Linked DNA regions of Rattus norvegicus: region 1 is linked to region 2. The links are chromatin contacts, called in public Hi-C maps. All regions are on one chromosome and are shown on one strand. The core of a region is the stretch at or near the end of the contact, and the rest is flanking DNA. Distances in the headings are between cores, read along the strand shown.

What was found. A called contact is a pair of places that touch in the nucleus more often than the background predicts.
Region 1: a contact with region 2 is called in a Hi-C map of liver, with 5 times the contacts expected there. The contact joins the promoter of Napg here to the promoter of Fbxo38 in region 2. A contact is called at or near these places in 8 of 12 Hi-C or Micro-C datasets (the A7r5 cell line, frontal cortex, hepatocytes and 4 more).

Annotation. Positions count from the first base shown.
Region 1 is chr18:58,709,318-58,712,559 of GRCr8, reverse strand. It overlaps Napg (NSF attachment protein gamma), which reads right to left and starts at 1,858. Exons shown (of 12, transcript NM_001398659.1): 1 at 1,696-1,858. The coding sequence starts at 1,751. LOC134483041 (a long non-coding RNA gene) reads left to right here and starts at 3,048. Exons shown (of 2, transcript XR_010059859.1): 1 at 3,048-3,242.
Region 2 is chr18:58,272,790-58,275,998 of GRCr8, reverse strand. It overlaps Fbxo38 (F-box protein 38), which reads left to right and starts at 1,737. Exons shown (of 22, transcript NM_001372021.1): 1 at 1,737-1,860. LOC120098287 (a long non-coding RNA gene) reads right to left here. Exons shown (of 4, transcript XR_005496454.2): 4 at 1,412-1,940.

The DNA of each region.
Region 1 (3,242 bases), core at 609-3,108, 440 kb before region 2:
AAAGTCTGCTTACTTTCAACACTGCTAACTTCATTTGCATCAGTGGCTACTAAGCTGAGAGATGGGGCCCTTAGAAGTGCACCCTTCATTCTGTGAGTCTAACTCTGAAGTTACTTATCCCTGTAAAATGTATTCTACAGTTTTCATTTAACATATGCATATATAGTAACAAGATTTAAATGTATATGCAGATTTTCAATTACATATAATGTCTAATCTACAAAATTGAGAAAAATATGCAGCAAAATAAAGTCCTGTGCCCCTTCACCAAAGAACCCATTATACCCTTTATTGTGATTATGGATGTCTCCCCAAAACAAGACATAACATTCAATGAGCTAGATTTTTAAAACTGCAGATCAACTCCAGGCAGCTGAGCACCATTAATTAGCAAAAATGAAGGCCCGATTAACATTAGGTTGATGGCTAATCTGTTGTGGACCTTGACTGGTTTCATCCTAAGTAAGAAAACTTTCCTAAGCCAGAATACAGTGATAATGAGTGATACCACCATAAGAAAACAGAGACCAATTCCACTGCCTCTCCTACACTTCTGATCCATTCGTCCTACCACCTGCTGGCTCTCCTACCTACAGCAACTTCAAGCACCCTTCAGACCCCATTGCAGCCACAAGCAAGCCCACTCATCTATAATCCTGTCTTAACAGAAGGCCTCTCTTACAGGTCTTCTCCCAACAGAGATGCCTAGGGGTCTAGTTCTCAACTCCACATACAACTGCCTAGAGGACTTGTCAAAGCCATTACGAAAGGATGCTAATCCTGGCTCCTAAGGTTTCCTTAGCTCCGATGGTCAAAATCCTCCTGAAGTTCACAAAATGCAACTTCATTATAGCTAAGAGCACATGTTCTGTTCTTTTATGTTTGTTTTTACCATGCATGTTCTTGGGATCACCCTCTGCACTGACAGCCACCTTCCTAGTCACTGCCTGGAGGCAAGGTGGTATACCAGAAAGGGCTTGTGAATTTCCACTGCCTAAAACTTGCCCTGCTCTTTTCAGCTGAGCAGCCTTGGACAGGTCTCCAGGAAATTTCAGACCGCCTCGGTTCCTCTTTTGTAAACTGAGGCCTTTCTATTAGTTAAGATCTTAGTTTATGATTCACCTAACAGTGTACTAAGAAATGTCTTACAGTCGATAATCGTTAAATATGTATGTTGTAATTCACGAAAGTGGGCGAGAGGACTAAGGAGAACTCGCAGTTTCCAGTACGTATGCCTACTGAGCCCGGAACCAAAAGGTGGCGAACACCCACAAGACTAAGGAAGCTTAGACCTTGCCCCCAGTGAATAGGATGTCTGACAGTGAGAGTTTTTCAGAATTAGTCTACACCCCCGCACTGCACCAGGGTCTCTTTCCTAGCAGTAGCTCTCCACCGCAAGATTTCCTCCATAGTGTCATTCTGGATGTTATAAGATGAGACAAGGTGTCCACGCCAAAGCCCGCAACGAGCAGAGCAGCCGCAAACCCTGAGGACCTGGCGCCGGGCAGACGTGGCTGTCACAGGGGCGTCTGCAGCAAATGACGCGGCGCAGGCTGGCACGATCGACTGCAGGGGATTGACCCAAAAGGCAAGGCACCGCCCCGAGCACGGACAGCAACATGACCCTCCCTCCCGACCAGCCCGAGCGCACGGCTGAGGGGCGCGATTCACCAGCCCGGCGGCGACTCGACGTACTACTTCTCTGCCTTGGCTAGATGCTCCAGCCCCTCGTTTATCTTCTGGGCTGCCATTGCCTCGGCCGCTTGCTGACGCGAAGAGTGAAACAGCCTAGAGCTCAGCAAAACACCTAGAGCGTCGGCGTGGGAACGCCGCGGAGGAAGCCGGGAAAGGGGCCTACGGAAAGCGAAGAGCTCAAATTTCTTATGGCAAAGCTGGCCCGGAAATGGGTGGGACGAAGGGACGAGGAGGGCGGGGCCAGGCCTCGCGCAAGCGCAGTGATGCGGAGCTAACCTGGAGGTGCTCAAGCTGGTGTTGTCGGTTAATTACAGGGGTGCGTTCTTTCGAGCGTTGGTTACTGCACCCTACAAATATTTAAGGAGCAATTAATAGAAGTCGAGTACTGGTCTTTACTAGTCCTGGAAAACAAGAAAGCGTTCTTCTCAGGAGCCCTGTGTCTTCACGCTGCGAAAATGCTGTCGAACCTTTGCCTATTTGTCCTTGCAATTTATTAGTTTCTCTTTACTACATCTATGATAGTACTTGCGCATCATTCATCTTTTATGATTTCCTTCTTCTGTTTTATATTCCAAGTGCTGGTACACTACCCATTACAGCTTTTATAACTGATTCTAGTTATGTATCAGTCAGTCATAAAAACAGACTGTAATCCTTGGTTACTGTCAAATAATAAGTCTAGCATTTCAAACCGACGGGGAGGGGACCTTGCAATAGTCTAGCAGAGGTGATTTGGCGGCTCTGCTGATACTTAGTGGGAGTCTTGGGATTACATATTGATTTCTGCCACGCCTATGCGGCCTCTCAGTTTTTCATCTGTAATGATCTTTTCTTACACCCACCTTAGATACTGAGAGTCTGAAAAGTGTCTCTTGAAGGGCCACACACTGTAGATTTGATGCCCAACATCTAGCGTGTTTTGTAAAACGGTGGCATAGTGGAATAATTGTGGCGGGAGTGAGCATCTTGGTGGGCGCAGACTAAGCAATCAGTCACACTATATGACAAACCTAGTATAAAGAAAAGATTATTGGGCTTGGTAACAGAGCTAGAAGTGGTAGAGCCAGAAAAGGGCGGAAGGTGAGGGGACCAGGGACAGAGAAGGACAGAGAGAGAGAGAAGAAAGGAGGAAAAGACCTGCTGGGATCACGGGGTGGGGGGGGGGTATTGAGGGGGTGTGTGTGGAGAGAGGGGGGAGGAGAGGTAGGGCGAGGGGGAAGGGGGAAGCAGACTAGAAGATGGAGAGAGAGCTAGGGATACCAGCAATCCTCTTTTACACATGGTGGCAGGTAATGAGGTAAGCTGTTGCTAGGTTGCTGTTGCTAGGTTCCTAGGAGGCGCCTAGTGGAATTGTCTATAAACCAACACCTATTAGAGCTGATAGAACCCTTAGATAGTGAGGCCTGGTGGAAGGAAAATAAGTAAGTCCTCGCAGGCTGTTTCTATCCTTGAAGGGTATGTAGGGACCCCAGCCCCTCTTCCATCTTCCCCTTCTTGGCCGACATGGGATGAGCCACTTTGCTCCAACCATGTTGTACTGCCTTGCT
Region 2 (3,209 bases), core at 488-2,987:
TTTCATTTGATTTTTACAAACTAAATCAGGTATAATACCAATAGAATAAACCATAAAGACAGTGTTCACAAATGAGAGATATTAAAGGCTCATCTTTCCTAGCATTAGAACTAGACACTCTACATGAGGTGATAGCTCTTGCAGAAATCACTTTGGAATGTACAGACCACTGTCTTCCACCAACCACAGGGTAAAAAACGTCATGAGATAGCATCTGAGGTTTACAACAGCTTCATCATAACTCCCCTACCTGGTGTCTCTGCCAGTGCCTTGTAAAAGTTTTGATTGGTGATTTTCTTATTTCTGCTATTACTAAAACTTTATGGAACCATTGCACATCAGCTTGTTTTTTGGGAGGCTGTCCTGCATATGTGTCCCACTGTACTTCATACTCGGCTCTAGAAGAAACTATCCTTTATTCCCTATGAAGTGTCACCTGCGTCTTTGAAAGCACAATAAAAGCCCACCATATGAAAGAGGATACCCAATGAATTAAAGACTTAACTCAGTTGTGCTGAACTGAACTTTACTGTTTCCGTAACACTCCAGGCCCTATCTCTACACTTTACCATTTCATTCCTATTGATTCTTCAGAACAGCCTGGGAGAAGGGGGTGAGGAAGGAGATGGGGGAAGGCTTACTCTTATTTACTGAAGTCCAAATATATTAACAGAAATAAGTAACATGAATACACACAATTCACTTACAGGAATTACACACAATTCAATTACAGGAATACTTACAGTATTAGAGTTACCATACTTACATATACACATATGTAATGAAGTTTTCTTGTTGTATTTTGTTTTGCTTTCTCCCACCCCGCCCCCTGCCAAAGCTCCAAATTGGGATACATGATTGATACATGGAATCCTGAGTGTGAATGAAAAGCTACAGCCCAGGGTGCTAATGTTAATCCTTAGTAAGGGAAGAACTAATAAGTCTGGTAAAAATTAAGAATAATTAGAACATTGTGCATGGTGCTCCCATACACCGTATTTACTTTAGTATCAGTAGTTACCTCACCCCGCCTTGTCAAATTGCGTCCCAAATGTTCCTATGTACACGATCTCTGTCTCCCTGGGGTGCCTACATGCGTGTTAGTTACAGGCCTCTAAGTGCACTGACAAGAGCTCTATGGGTTAAAAAAAAATTCTAGGTTTCAGTCCAGTTTTGTGACATTGTCACAACTGTCCTCACTGAAGACAATGTAGACGAAGAAAAATTATCAAGCAGATCTCTACTCATAAAGGCTCAGTGTCACATTTATTAATGAAACACTGATGTGAGAACCGTGATGTTCAAGAGACTATAAACCACAAACATGCAAAGACAACGCTCGCAAATCACAGAATGATTTAATAGTCTTTGCGCCCCTCCACTTACCCACGCCCCGAAATCAAGGGCCCAATTTGTAGCTGGAAAATATTTTTATTGCACCATTCATTTTGCCAATGAAGAAGAGGAGAGACAGTGTATATCCAGGATCACAAGAGTTACCAGCACCACGGAAGAGCTGCAAGGTACCAACTGCAGTAGCTAAGATTCCCGGCGTTTCCGGTGGGGAGCCTTACGTCACCGGAAGAAGGGCAGGCTGAAAGGCTTCAGGAAATGCCACTCTTAACATGGCTGCTTTGCTGGGATGGAGCCACACTTAACATGGACGCAGTGAGGCCCGCCCAGGCCCATCCCCCGATGACACTTCTTCGGAAGACTCTAGAGGCAGCGGAAGCGGAAGCTCTGCGGAGGTGGGGGCCGCAGGAAGAGTTTGTCGCGATTCTCCGTCCCTCTCAACCACAAAAACAGACGGAGGGCCGGCGTAAGTGAGCCGCGGCCTGGGAGGCTGTCGCGAAGGTGGAGGTGCGCGGTTGTGGGCAGATGGAGGGGTCCGGGGCTTCCACCGCCCAGATCTTCGATCTTGGGCTCAGGAACTCTTGGGCCTAGAGCGACCGAGAAAGGAGTGTCTGAAATGTAGTTCTGGCCTTAACAGGCCTTGCTCCTAAGGCATCCAGCCTTCCATTCCACCATGCAGAGCCTTCTCTGGGTCTCGGTTTCATCAGCCAAATGGGAGGTTTGGCCAGACTTTGGGCCCCTCCCCCAACACACACTCTAGGCGTCAGCAATGCAACGATTTTAATGTTGAGTCGTTTAGGCCAGTAAATTGAGGAACGCCTGCTCTAAGTCGGCTGAGGAAGTAGCTCTTGTATGATGCGGTTAATCCATCGTGTGAAAAAAGACTGGAGACCCTGGTTTTGTCCCACTGTTGCTGTTTATTTGGTGGTCATTTCTTTTGGCACACCCCCCACCCCCGCCCGCCCATCCCCCTCATTGTTTTGAACCTGAAATGTCTCATCTGTTCGAGAAAAATATTGTTGTAGACACTGGCTTAATCTCTCTCACCCCGACCCCATCACAAAAGCCATGGTTTTTCTGGAGATGGGAGAAATTGGAACATGGAGAAGCACATACTATGTAGTTATAGACTGAGAATACTCTTGTGATTTTTAACTTGTGTTTGAGAATTATCATTTTTAGAAGACTAGAAAGACCCTATCCCTCTTGTCATAGATTGTGATGTTGCAGTTGTACTGTATGTGGGAGAAGGGTGTCGGGGTGTTCGGAGAGTGTATGTGTGTGTTGTAGAGTGTCATCCTTCAAGCTTAACAGCCAACAGTCTGTGTCAAAGCTTATGTGACTTCCAGCTTAAGACGCTGCTGTTTGTTGACATTCCTTTGTAGAAGGTGTTGGGGGGCGGGGGGGGGGGGGATCACTGGTCCCTCACCTGAGAGTCAGGACTCTGCCTCCCATACCTCTTGGCCATTTGTGTGTAATTCTGATCGTGGATGGCCTCTTGGTAAGGAGGTACTAAAGTACATAGTCTGGGAAGGTTAACTGAAGAGGGGAAAGGAATTCCAGGGGTACAGCTATAGGGAAGCCACCATCCATACCATTGGAATTGAAAATCTGGCTGCTTTCCAGCACATCAGGCTCCTCCTGTTTGTAGCTCCTCAGGCATGCTATGTAAGTAAACCCAATAAACACATTAGCTCCCCTGGGTAAACTTTGGTGGCCTTGTACTTTAGTTTGTCACTGGGGCCTCATAAGGGAGACTTATGTCTCTCTAGGGAAGGAATTCAGACAACACAGTGTGTGTGTGTGTGTGTGTGTGTGTGTGTGTGTGTGTGTGTGTGTGTTTAAATGGTTGTGTG